Regions from separate parts of the Zea mays genome. Here region 1 is linked to region 2. Evidence: chromatin contacts called from public Hi-C data. All regions are on one chromosome and are shown on one strand. Each heading gives the region's core, a stretch centred on a gene start, on an enhancer-like site or on the middle of the called end of the contact. The rest is flanking DNA. Distances are from core to core; before and after follow the strand shown.

Evidence for each region. Hi-C and Micro-C count contacts between places; a contact is called where the count stands out from the background.
Region 1: a contact with region 2 is called in a Hi-C map of leaf, with 6 times the contacts expected there. The contact joins the enhancer-like site here to the promoter of LOC103646129 in region 2. A contact is called at or near these places in 2 of 25 Hi-C or Micro-C datasets (both in leaf).

What each region holds. Positions count from the first base shown.
Region 1 is chr2:22,921,740-22,928,488 of Zm-B73-REFERENCE-NAM-5.0, forward strand. It overlaps LOC100282442 (dolichyl-P-Man Man), which reads right to left. Exons shown (of 19, transcript NR_182129.1): 17 at 6,611-6,676; 18 at 6,353-6,446; 19 at 5,678-6,221. Among protein-coding and RNA genes, the nearest start is that of LOC100282442, 16 kb to the right of the region's middle. Within about 2 kb of position 4,807, at least 19 of the 20 cell types and tissues checked have an H3K27ac peak or open chromatin away from gene starts, as enhancers often do. A contact at or near this core is called in leaf, where this site is marked.
Region 2 is chr2:22,774,623-22,782,052 of Zm-B73-REFERENCE-NAM-5.0, forward strand. LOC103646129 (cyclin-P4-1) reads right to left here and starts at 4,607. Exons shown (of 2, transcript XM_008670848.3): 1 at 4,124-4,607; 2 at 2,179-2,745. The coding sequence starts at 4,485. The coding sequence ends at 2,484.

The DNA of each region.
Region 1 (6,749 bases), core at 3,557-6,056, 150 kb after region 2:
AATCATTGAAAATGCTTTGCAAACTCTTATTCATTTACCTTTGACTATTTGCAAAAGAACTTTGAAAAGGATTTACAAAAGAATTTGCAAAAACAAAACTCGTGGTGCAAACGTGGTCCAAAATGCTAAATAAAGAAAGAAACATTCCTTGCATATCTTGTAAGTAGTTATATTGGCTTAATTCCAAGCAACCTTTACACTTACATTATGCAAACTAGTTCAATTATGCACTTCTCTATTTGCTTTGGTTTGTGTTGGCATCAATCACCAAAAAGGGGGAGATTGAAAGGGAATTAGGCTTACACCAAGTTCCTAAATAATTTTGGTGGTTGAATTGCCCAACACAAATCTTTGGACTAACTAGTTTGCCCAAGTGTATAGATTATACAGGTGTACAAAGTTCACACTCAGCCATTAAAAAGACCAAGTTTTGGATTCAATAAAGGAGCAAAGGGGCAACCGAAGGCACCCCTGGTCTGGCGCACCGGACTGTCCGGTGTGCCACCGGACAGTGAACAGTACCTGTCCGGTGCACCAGGTGACTCAGACTCAAACTCTTCACCCTCGGGATTTCTCGGAAGCCGGCGCGCTATAATTCACCGGACTGTCCGGTGTACACCGGACATGTCCGGTGCTCCAAGGAAGCGCGGTCTCCGGAACTCGCCAGCCTCGGGTTCGCGTGGCAGCCGCTCCGCTAAAATTCACCGGACTGTCCGGTGTGCACCGGACTGTCCGGTGTACCAGCGGAGCAACGGCTCTCTTCGGCGCCAACGGCTCCCTGCGGTGCATTTAATTCGCGCGCAGCGCGCGCAGACGTCAGACATGCCCATACCGGTGCACCGGACATCAAACAGTACATGTCCGGTGTGCACCGGACACCCAGGCGGGCCCACAAGTCAGAAGCTCCAACGGTCAGAATCCAACGGCAGTGATGACGTGGCAGGGGCACCGGACTGTCCGGTGTGCACCGGACTGTCCGGTGCGCCATCGAGCAGACGCCTCCAGCCAACGGTCAAGTTTGGTGGTTGGGGCTATAAATACCCCAACCACCCCACCATTCATTGCATCCAAGTTTTCCACTTCTCAACTACTACAAGAGCTCTAGCATTCAATTCTAGACACACTAAAGAGATCAAATCCTCTCCAATTCCACACAAAGCCCTAGTGACTAGTGAGAGTGATTTGCCGTGTTCATTTGAGCTCTTGCGCTTGGATTGCTTCTTTTCTTTCTCACTTGTTCTTGAGATCACAACTCCATTGTAATCAAGGCAAGAGGCACCAATTGTGTGGTGGCCCTTGCGGGGAAGTTTTGTTCCCGGCTTTGATTTGAGAAGAGAAGCTCACTCGGTCCGAGGGACCGTTTGAGAGAGGGAAGGGTTGAAAGAGACCCGGCCTTTGTGGCCTCCTCAACGGGGAGTAGGTTTGCAAGAACCGAACCTCGGTAAAACAAATCTCCGTGTCTCACTTGCTTATTCGCTTGGGATTTGTTTTGCGCCCTCTCTCGCGGACTCGTTTATATTTCTAACGCTAACCCGGCTTGTAGTTGTGTTTATATTTGTAAATTTCAGTTTCGCCCTATTCACCCCCCCTCTAGGCGACTATCACTCCCGAGGTACCCTAGGACATTTCCGAGACCAGCGGGAACGATCTTGTAACGGAATCCCATCAGAGGGAGGCATCGAGCCCTCGGACCCCGTCGCCAGGGGACCAGGTCCGGCAGATCACATGCAGGTACTTTTGGGCGTGCTTCTGGGCCCCTAGCCGACCCCTAACGAACGGGGCACGGACGTCCACTCGGATTACCCGCTTGCAGCTCATCGGAGACACCATGTTCGGCGCCCATCGAGGGCAACATGGCGATTTCCCCCCCTCCTCCTTGCGGAAAGGCGACGCAGGGGCGTATGTAAAAAAGCCAAGTCTGTCCCTGATCGCCCTCTCGCCCTGTGCAGAGGCTCGGGGGCTGCTCTCGCAAACCCGGCTCCGGGCGACCGTTGACAGCGTCAACATACCAGCCCGAGAACTTGGGACCCGACCGTACACCCGGGCTACGGCCAGCTCGCATGAGGGAACAACCAGACCAGCCGAAGCATTACGCAAGGCATTAAGACCTCGAAGGAGTGAAACCACTCCTCCGAGGCCTCGGGGGCTACACCCGGCGGGTGCGCTCACGCGCACCCACCGGAACAAAATGCAACCGAGAAAGGCTGGTCCCCTTGCAAAAAAGTGCGACGAAAGCCTCCAAGCGAGTGCTAACACTCCCTTCGAGGCTCGGGGGCTACTGTCGGGGACCATAATTAGGGGTACCCTCAAGACTCCTAATTCTCAGCTGGTAACCCCCATCAGCATAAAGCTGCTAAGGCCTGATGGGTGCGATTAAGTCAGGGATCAGTCCATTCGAGCGACTCGATCACGCCTCGCCCGAGCCTAGCCTCGGACAAGGGCAGCCGACCCCGGAGGATTTCCGTCTCGCCCGAGGCCCCCCTCCGACGGCGAACATATTTCCGGCTCGCCCGAGGCCCTGCCTTCGCTAAGAAGCAACCCTGACAAAATCGCCGCATCGACCGACCAAATCGCAGGAGCATTTAATGCAAAGGTGGCCTGACACCTTTATCCTGACCCCCCCCCCCCCGGCAGAGCCGAAGTGACCGCCGTCACTTCGCCGCTCCACTGACCGACCTGACAGAAGGACAGCGCCGCCTGCGCCACACCGACTGCGGTGCCACTTGACAGAGTGAGGCTGACAGGCAGTCAGGCCCTGCCGAAGGCACCACAGGAAACTACGCTCTGCCCGACCCAGGGCTCGGACTCGGGCTAAGTCCCGGAAGACGGCGAACTCCGCTCCGCCCGACCCAGGGCTCGGACTCGGGCTAAGTCCCGGAAGACGGCGAACTCCGCTCCGCCCGACCCAGGGCTCGGACTCGGGCTAAGTCCCGGAAGACGGCGAACTCCGCTCCGCCCGACCCAGGGCTCGGACTCGGGCTAAGTCCCGGAAGACGGCGAACTCCGCTCCGCCCGACCCAGGGCTCAGACTTAGGCTAAGTCGCGGAAGACGCCGAACTCCGCTCCGCCCGACCTAGGGCTCGGACTCGGGCTAAGTCCCAGAAGACGACGAACTCCGCTTCGCCCGACCCCAGGGCTCGGACTCCGCCCTGGCTTCAGCCGACGACCTCCGCCTCGCCCGACCCAGGGGTCGGACTCGGCCTCGGCCACGGAAGACAGACTCGACCTCGGCTTCGGAGGAGCCTCCACATCGCCCAACCTAGGGCGCAGGCCAGTCACGTCAACAGGAGGCGCCATCATCACCCTACCCCGAGCTGACTCGGGCCGCAGGGAACAAGACCGACGTCCCATCTGGCTAGCTCCGCCAGATAGGCAATGATGGCGCCCCGCATACTCTGTGACGACGGCGGCTCTCAGCCCCCTTATGGAAGCAAGAGGACGTCAGCAAAGACCCAACCGCTCCGACAGCTGTCACTCCGCCAGGCTCCATCGCTCCTCCGACGGCCACGACATCACACCAGCTGGGTGCCAAAATCTCTCCGGCTGCCACAACGGCATGTACTTAGGGCGCTAGCTCTCCTCCACTAGACACGTAGCACTCTGCTACACCCCCATTGTACACCTGGATCCTCTCCTTACGCCTATAAAAGGAAGGACCAGGGCCCTCTTAGAGAGGGTTGGCCGCGCGGGGACGAGGACGAGACAGGCGCTCGCTTGGAGCCGCTCGCTTCCCTCTCCCGCGTGGACGCTTGTAACCCCCTACTGCAAGCGCACCCGACCTGGGCGCGGGACGAACACGAAGGCCGCGGGATTCCCACCTCTCTCACGCCGGTCTCCGGCCGCCTCGCTCTCCCCTCTTCGCGCTCGCCCTCGCGCTTGACCTATCTGGGCTGGGGCACGCGGCGACACTCACTCGTCGGCCCAGGGACCCCCCGGTCTCGAAACGCCGACAGTTTTCTTCCTTCCTCATTCTTGTTCCAAAGTGACTTGTAATCAAAGCAAGAGAGACACCTAAGTGTGTGGTGGTCCTTGCGGGGTCTAAGTGACCCGTTTGATTAAGGAGAAAGCCCACTCGGTCTAAGTGACCGTTTGAGAGAGGGAAAGGGTTGAAAGAGACCCGGTCTTTGTGACCACCTCAACGGGGATTAGATTCTTTGGAACCGAACCTCGGTAAAACAAATCACCGTGTTCATTCGCTTGATTTCCATTTGATTTGTTTTTCCCCTCTCTCCCGGACTTGATTTAAGTTCTAACGCTAACCTCGGCTTGTAGTGTGTGGTTAAAGTTGTAAATTTCAGATTACGCATATTCACCCTCCTCTAGACGACTTTCAGTAAGTCATGGACTTTATTTGAGTGTAATATTTGGATTTTATGTGGTTCAAATATATGGGCCGAGTTTAGGCTGGACTTGGACCGAGCTAGACTGAGCCACGGTTTCTATTCTTTAGACTAGCATGACACGGTCCAAAAAAATCTTGGGCCTTTTTGATCCAAATCCGTTTGGTTCGAAACAAGATAGGCCTGGACCAGACCAGTCCAATTCACAGCACTAGTTTGCACGTACACATAACTTGGACGCGCGCTCGCTCCGAATTACTATGTACTACTGAGCCAGAATGATGGTGTGCTACGACGCCCACAAGTAGTAATCAAAGCGGCATCGAGCGGCTGATGAAGATGAAGCCAGTAGCCACCGATAGTTCTAAAAAAAAAAACCAGTAGCCACCGACCAAATGAATGATGGTGGGCAGGCACCCAAGGCCACAAGGGGCCAGCGCGAGTGGCAGTAAGTAGTTAGCCGGTAGCCCCGCCCTGGGTCCCCATCCTTTGACCCTGCCACTGCCACTGCCAAGGAGGATGAGAGCTAATAAATGGAGTTTCCCTCGGCTCAAAAAGGTTGGAGGAGAGCTACTTACTGTTAATGCTGCTTTGCCTTTTCGGCTGCCCCATGAGCTCTGCAGTGACCTCTCCCTGTCCTAACCACCTCTAGTCACTATTCTAGCCGACGACCTCCATTACGACGAGCCTAGGCGGAGGCAGGCGACGACACGGCTGCTACCGTCCACCGGCGCTTTGAGTGGCTAGCTAGTTATATAGTCCTGGAAACCTGAGCATGGTACTGGAACTGTATTCTGGTACATGTTTGGTTTCGGTCATTAGACGGGGACGCTTCAATAACTCGACCAAATTGTTGGTGATGTTCTTAGCTTTAATCCGAGCGGTTTCTACCATTTATACAATGTTTTGTCTCTATTGCAGCTATAATAGTTCGAATAGCTAGCTTTAAGAGGTGTTTAAATGCGCTAGAGCTAATAGTTAGTGACTAAAATTAGTTAAGACATCCAAACAACCTAGCTAATACTTCAGCTATTAGCTATTTTTTATAAATTAGTTAATAATTAGATAGTTATTGTTAGCTAGCTAATTTCAATAATAATTTTTAGTTAACTAACTATTAGTTCTAGTGCATTCAAACAGCCCCTAATATTAAACTCTGGGAGCTTTTCCTGCACGCACACGGTGTCGGCCACCCTGCCACCGGCGTCACGCCGTTCCTCGTCGGCTGACTGGACAAGGGTGGCATCACTGGTTCCCTCACATCCTTGGTCTCAAAAGATAGAATGCGGCCAGCCTGCCACCGAACCGAATACGACTCGCAAAGCAGGGCCACAGCAGATAGAAAACAAATATATTATCTTTGAATGGAGCAAGTATGCGTCTCCAGCACGACTGTATGCCTGCTGCCGATAAATAAAGTCTAGAAGCTCTTGTTATATAAGATGGAGTATGAAAGTTGCCTCAAAAGGGAAAAAAATATATCGACCAACTTGTAAATACAAGGTTGCTAATTGCTATGATTCCCCCCACCCCCCGTGTGCTTTCTGTCTTTCTTCCGGCTCTAAAATGTTACACAAATTTGCACCTGAAAATGGCAGTGTTCCTTAAAGCTGTGGTTTCGAAGCCGTGGGATCTAGGGGAGGAGGGGCCCCATTCTAGATTTGCAGGTAAGGTAGCTTCATGGCAAGACCCAGAGATGTATACCATATATGTGTCACGCGGACTGACTCAAACACATCTTCACTGCTGGCAGTTAGTGGTCCTGCCACAGGAATCTGGGTGTCCGGTGTCCCCATGCCCTCAAGGACAACCGGGCCAACTCAGTGAAAGAATGTCAGGGTCTCTCGTATTCCCATGTGCAAACACCTTGGGTTCTTTCACCTGCACCAAAACGTGCAAACAAGGAGACAGTAAATTCTTGACGGAATACGGGATACAATGGTTGCTGGCACCATGGCTGTTGCAGGATCCTGAATCCGCATACTCTGTTTGATGGGCTATAGTTACCATACCAGAGAGAGCGGGGGGATTTGGGGCGTAAGTTTTACTCTGGAGAATCCATCCACAGCGAACAGGCACTGGTAGCCACCGATGGAGCGGTGCTCACTGTTTCACATGTCCGGGAATAAGAGATTGACAGCACGAAAGCGTCACGATGTCAAATTCATCAAATATTATCAAATGAACAAAAAGTTGCTCCGAGCATTTAAAAACTTGTTAGGTATCCAAAATGATTGCATGGTCCATTTAAACAAGCTAATAAAACTCACTTCAGTAGATAGGTGAAATTCCTTTTCTCAAATTCTTCGATGGGAATTTCTTCCTCCTTGGAGTATCTGGCAGGGAACAAAACGTTATGCGAAAATAAAATCGCGAGAAATTTAGATGTAAAGTGATGGAACCTCAGAA
Region 2 (7,430 bases), core at 3,357-5,856:
GGATGGAACTCCATGTTCTCTCCTGGCTCTACGGATCCATCTCGCCTGAACTCTTCGAGATCGTCACCATCGCCGAACCCACCGCGCGCGGAACCTGGCTCGCCCTCGAGGAGCAGTTCGTGGGCAACCGGGAGACCCGCATCGTCCTCGTCGACACCGAGTTCCGCACCCTATGCCAAGGTGCTCTCTCCGTCTCGGACTACTGCAGAAAGATGAAGACCCTCGCCGACTCGTTGGTCGAACTTGGTGAGCCAATCTCCGACCGGCTGCTCACCATCAACCTCCTCCGCGGCCTCAACGACAGGTTCACTCACCTCCGCTCGTACCTGAAGCGACAGCGCCCCTTCCCGTCATTCGTTGAGGTTCGCTCCGAACTCCTTCTGGAAGAGCTCTCCATGGGCGCGTCGACGGCTCCCTCCGCTCTCGTCGCCTCTGCACCGGCGTCGGCTCCCATCCCCGCCACCGCGCTCGTCTCGGGTCCGCCTCCTCAAGCTCCTGGCAACTCCGGCCGCCGTCGGCGGCGTGGGAAAACTTCTGGCGGCTCCAGCCACTCCTCCTCTGGCGGCGCCCGTGGTCAGCACGCGGCCACCCAGGGAGGCTGGCCCAGCGTGTACAACCCCTGGACCGGAACCATTCAAATGTGGCCCGGTCCGGCCCAGGGGAATCAGCCTCCTCGCTCCTCCCCTCACCAGGCTCCTCAAGCCCTTGTGGGTGGGCCGCCAGGCGCTGTTGGGCCCACGCCCCCTGCTCCGACGACTTGGGCCCCGGTCGTGTGGCCCACTCCTGGCGCGCAACATTGGCCTGCTCCCACCTGGGCTGCTACCCCAGGCACCCCATGGGCCGGCCAACAGGCTACCACTCCCCAACAGACCACATTTGGCCCTCTCGGTCCCTGGGATCAGCACACTCTCGCAGGCGCCTTCAACACCATGACGCTCACTCCCCCAACAGGTGATTGGTACATGGATTCTGGCGCAACTGCTCACATGGCCTCCACCTCTGGTATTTTGTCCCACTGCCATCCTCCTACGTCTTCTACTCCTTCTTCTATTATTGTTGGTAATGGGACCACCTTGCCCATTACCTCCACGGGATCGACTCAAGTCGGACCTCTCCACCTAAATAATGTTCTTGTTTCCCCCTCTATCATAAAAAATCTTGTGTCTGTTCGTTAATTCACCATCGACAATAATTGCTCTGTCGAATTTGACCCCGCTGGCTTTTCTGTGAAGGATCTCAGGACACAGAGCGTAATCACCAGGTGCAATAGCTCAGGCGACCTGTACCCGCTCTCCGCTCCATTGGCTTCCACTGCTACCCCCAGTGTCCTCCTCGCCAGCGCCCCCTCCCAGCTATGGCATCGCTGCCTCGGTCACATCGGCCGCGACGCTCTTCATCGCTTAGCTAGTTTGTCTTACATTACTTGTAATAAAGACACGCATGCCATCTGTCACGCATGTCAACTTGGTCGTCATGTGCGCCTTCCTTTCTCTACTTCCCAGTCTCGTGCCCTACACAATTTTGACCTTGTGCACTGCGATCTTTGGACTTCACCAATTCCTAGTGTTTCCGGTTATAAATACTATCTCGTCATTCTTGATGACTGCTCCCACTACTTGTGGACATTCCCCCTACGCCTCAAATCCGACACGTTTCCCACCATTGCCCACTTCTTCTCCTTTGTCGCCACGCAATTTGGCACTACCATTAAAAACCTCCAATGTGACAACGGTCGTGAGTTCGACAATTCCCACACTCGAACCTTCCTTCTTTCACATGGTGTCCACCTTCGGATGTCGTGTCCCTACACCTCCCAACAAAATGGTCGCGCCGAACGTGTCCTACGCACCGTCAACAACATAGTCCGTTCCTTACTCTTTCAAGCCAACCTCCCTCCTTCCTTTTGGGTTGAGGCTCTACACACCACCACCTATCTTCTCAACCTTCATCCCACTAGCAAGGGCTTGAGGAGCGACGATGAGCAAACAAACAGCTATGTAGCGACTATGAGGCTGATCATCCAATCCCTAAAACCAAACGAGAAACTAGGATAGATTTATTTTCTCCAGTAACGTATCTATTCCCATACCTATATTCAATTTTTACTCTGCGAACAGTGCAGTCTGCAGCGCAGAAGAGAGCAAAAACAATATTTTAGATAAACTATGGATAAACTGCTGGACAAGAAAACAATTACACTGCCCCAAGACTGCAATTTATACCGTTCCTTACGGTTTTCCGATTTCCACATGAACAACAGCAATGCAGCTATACAAGACTACAAGAGCAACAGATTACCTAATAACAAAGCTAAAAACAACTAAGCGCCAGCCGCCAGATAGCAAACCGATCACACGCAGATGCCTACGTCACGTACTCCGTGTTTGCTTTCAAGCAAGCATGTCTGTACTGTACAGTGTACACGGACACATTCATACATGGTTGCTTGCTTGGAAGCAACCGCTGTACCTGTCTCTATGCAGCTAGCTGCTGCTGGTGCTGCTGCTACCGTCGTCGTCTTCTGACAAGCAGCACCTGTGCAGACTTGTACTGGCGGCTGGAGGAGGAGGACCCTCCAGCTCCAGGTACAGCATCTCGGCCCGGAGGACCGTGCAGTAGTGGCCGAACGTCTCCGGCGACACGTTGAGGTCGAACCCGACGGCGAAGAGGAAGTCCACCTCCAGGTAGTTCATCTCCGACAGGCTGATGCCGCCGACCCTGGCGAAGTAGGCGTTGTTGTAGCATCTGCAAGGTAACGCGTAGCCGTCAGCACAGAGGTTTGTCTCAGAATTTCAGAAATCAGGCTAGTGCCTGCCAGCAGTGGGAACACATGCACGCACGCCAAACCATATGTGCCAACAAACAGCTGCATCACCAAACCAATTCTTTTTGGATTGTCAAATGGTCACTTGAGTATTCGTTTGAGAGAAGAGAAGATGTCCACTCCAGTGGACAACTGGGCAATTTGTCAGTGAAAAAGACAGTAGGGTTCAGTCCAGATATGGTGCTCTTGGCTGTAGAGGAAGCATCAGCAGGGGGCCAAGTTGCCCCCCAGTCTATAATTCTATCACAACTTGGGCCATGGATTAAATTCCAAAGGAGGGAAAGATCATGGCAGGGACAAAGAGGGTGAGGAACTTTATCCTATGTTTTTGGATCCCCAGTGCATGCGTGTGGCTGTATGGAAACTTTTTTTTATTGGACAAGCACAATTTCCCCCAGATATTATAGCCCCCCAAATGGCCAACTCAACCACAAGAGAAGATAACGAGATTATAACTGGTGTACAGCAGTACAGGTACAATACACATAATACTTGCAGCAATTTTCAATGGTAGGTATAATGGAACCGTTTCTCAGCTGTAACGTGTGGTCTTGTCTTGTCTTGTGATATGGTTGCTGCGTTTTTCAATTGCCAGTGCATACAGTTTAGGTACAACAAGTACCTGTTAGAATTTAGGCAGCAAGTTGGTGAGCTCTGTTCCTTTAAGAACTTGCTCTGCTTATGCATCCTACGCGACTCTGGATTTCAGAAGAATTTGATTGGTATTTTATCTTATATCAGGAGGCTCCTATATCCAAAATACCACAATTCACCAAGCTTGTTTATATCAGATGGCTATATAGAAGTCATCAGTGCTCACTATTCAGTTATACCATTAACACCAATTCCAATAGTGGAATAGAAAATGTAAGCACATACCTTTAATACTTATAATTCTGAAGTAATACATGCTGTATTGCAAAAGGAAAGCAAATACGATACTTCTGCAAACATGATTGATCCCCAAATCAGCAACTGGTCAGGTAAAGTAGTGGTCAAATTTGTCACAAAAGAACATGACTCGTATGAGATCAAGCTATCTCGCCACGTTGCGTGTATTCCTAAGTACTTTGTCTCTGAATTTCTCTCGTAGTCTATCCAACGAATGGCTCCTGAACTTTTACATTTGATCTCGTTGATAAAAACTGTTGCTGTAGGGTGAGAGAATTAAGGTCAGGAACAACAAACTAAACGCAATAACGCCCAGAAATGAATGATTCGATTGCGCGCGCGTGGAACGATCGTACTAGCAATTGAAACTGCGCCAAGGGCGATCAGGCGTGAAGCAGGCACACTCACACGTCATCCATGAACTTGACGGCCGCGAGCACGGCGGTGATGAGGAGGCGGTGCACGGTGTACGAGTCCACGGCGGGCGCGCTGCGGGCGCGGCGCAGGAGGCGGTCGAGGTAGACGTACGCCACGACGTAGCAAGCCGGGCTGCACCCTGCGAACCGCGCGATGCGCGCCATGTACGAGCGCACCGAGATGTCGGGCCTCGCCGTCGCCCGGAACGCCGACGGCGGCGCCGCGGACTCGGTCCCGGCGGCGAGCTCATCGGCCACCGCGTCGTTGCGCTCCACGACACGTTCCAGGAGCGCGGAGAGGACGCCCACCACCCGCGGCGCGTCTGCTAGGTGGTCCTCCTCATCACCGGCCATGACCGCTTCTTGCCGTCATGGGCTCGTGGCCAGGTTCTCGAGCTCTTGTGGATGGAGACTTGGGTTGGCTGGAGGGGTGGACTGGACCTAATGTTGGCGAGCCGAAGAGGTCGTTGTTGTATAAATTGGAGGGAAGATTGTTAAAGAAAAACTGTGTGGATATTCAGGATATACAAACAAACAAAAAAAAAAGCTTGCGGCGATTGTAGTTGAATTATGTATTGAGCATTTCCGTGTCGAAAGAAAGCGGTACTGGCGTACTGCAGTAGAAGAGTCGGTGTCAAAGGTTGGCGACCTCATTTCAATTCTCCATGTAATGCTATTTCAGCCATACTTCTAAACAGGAATCTTACAGTTTTGGGAGCTCTCATTGTACAGCAAGACAGACACAAATGTTGGCAATGGCAAGTCACTTATACTACGCCCTTTTTGAGATTTTTTTAGTCCATGTCCTCCAAAAAAGAGTCAATTATGTACCTTTATGTTATGGACTTTCTCTTCTTTTGTTATTTTTTGGTCGCTTTCATTTTTCAGAAAGGAATATCATTTGCACATCTTACATGATTGGCGCCCTGCGGCTGGTTGTGGATTGGTTTGTTAATAGCTTGGTGAGGGTAAAGAGACCAAAACTATTTCTTTACTGTCTGAGTTGCACGCTCAGTTGGTTTTACTTGGAGGGGTGTCACAGCCGTGTCAGGATGGTGAGATTTGATGTGACTATGTGAGTGATGCTCCTCCATGAGTGCCAAAATGGACAAGTTGACATGGATCAAATATCCAGCTGTGGGAACCAGAGGGAGTGTGTACCCCCAAAAAAAAGGCCTTTTTTTCATATGATCGAGGTCCGGTCAGTTAAACTTAAAAGTGTCCCTTCATAATTCCTTGTTTTTTTTTGTTTTTTAAAAATTTCTTCCATGCTTGTTCTTTAAGGGAAAAAACATTTAACAATGTGTAATAAGGTGAGCGTGTCAATCACATGCCCGCATTTCTCTTTCTCTGCACAAATTGTTTACAAATGCAAGTGGCGATCACGTCTGAGTAAGGTCAAACACTGGAACCACCAATTGGACGGCACCTTAGCGCATCACAGCATGGCTAGGTTTATATATATGAAAACCATCGGTATTTCGCTTTTAATTACTGCAGACGCCTTTAATTTCTAATGTGGCTACTAGATGCCGACGATTCGAAGAAAACTATCCCAGTACCAAACTACCAATACATGCACAGTGGTCACACACGTCTAGTATTAATAAACACTGGTGCTAGTTTGCTTGCACATGTTGTATCCGTTTTATACGTTAGCTTTGATGCCAACTACTCCTACTACTATTACTACTGAAGATTAGATGGATAGAGAGTTCAGATCATGTCCTGATGTCCTTGTCTGTATTATTGTCCAGGACACAGGTTATCAGTTGGCTCAACTTGTGTGTAATTTTGCAACAAGAACTGCAACTTTACTCAAGGGGACGTATGGACAAGCACAAAGCGAGTGACTTGATCCTGTTTCTTATCATGTGTCGCCACTGTTCCTGCTCGTTTATCAGCTATCTCTGAACTCTGATGGAATCTGGCCATTTACATGTTGCACCTTAATATTAATTCAGATGCAGCAGACGCGCGCATCGCACCAGGTGACTGGCTGCCAACTACCCTTGTGCGCTGTGAACAATCTGCTGAAGAATAATAAAGCTGCCTTTTTGAAGGATAGAGATTGCTCAGCAAAGCAGCACCACCTGCTAGAGCGAATTCCAGGTGGTCCTCCTGTCCTGAGACTTTTGTGACAAATTCGGCTACCATTATCCAGATAGCAAGTTGTACAGAACATAGACGTAGCAATCATACACAGGAAGGAGGCTAGAGCTACACATGATATGTAAACTATGCGCGATGAAGTTCACAAGCCGTAGGTAAGAAGAGTAGGTGTGAAGCAAAGCGCCGGAGTAAAACTTGAAGTAGCGTCAAGTCAACGAGCGACAACATGTGAGCATTGAAGTACCCCATTCAATCCCAAGAACGAGAAGTGGCCGCGAGGAGAAAAACTCGGCAGCACGAACGTTTGGCAAATTAAAGGAGCAGGCGAGCAGCACCTTCTCATCGCGGACATTCAGGGACTGGAGGTAGGTGACTGTAGTTGCAATGGTAGAACATCAAAATGTTGGTACATAAGGCCCACTCCCAGTCACTCTCAGTAGCTGTCAGTGTGTAGGCCTGGGACTAGTTTCCTCAGTTGCTCAAGACTTGTGTAGATCCATCCAGCACATGAAGGGGGTGTTTGTTTAAGGAATCACTACATCCAACTTGAGGTGGTGCATCATGGGTTCATTCCTCAAATTTGTTGGGATGATCTCATTCCTCGTATTAGTACTAACTAACTAACTATGAGGAATGAGGTGGTGATGGATCAACTTATTCCATTTCACAAACCAAACAAAAATAGTGAAGAGTGAGAAGATGATGGACTAGTTCATTCCTCAAACCAAACACCCTAGAAGATGATCTCACAGGTCCGGGAAATACACTATGCAAGCAGCGCAAGATCTGTTAGTTAGAAAACTTGGCGACCTCACACCCTCCTCAGAGTCTGCGTGAGACTTAGGGTGTGTTTGGTTGATAAGTGTGGGAGAATAGAGTGGCTCCATTCTATTTTTTGGATGTTTATTTTCTAATAAAATAAGAGCGGAGTGGCTCCTTGATCTCCATATGAAAAACTATTATAAATAGTTGGAACGTTCTCGCTCCACAAAAACGATCGAATGCGAGACGCGAGCGCTCTCCCCCCTCTCCTCCCCTCTACACTCATACGGTTGTAAAGCCCAAAATTGGTAGAAGAAAAATAAAACAAAATAAATAAACAAATATATTTATGATAGTGTTTTGAGAATTCTTGAAACTTTGAGAAATTTATTAGGACCCTTCCTTTTCATAATCAATTAATGATA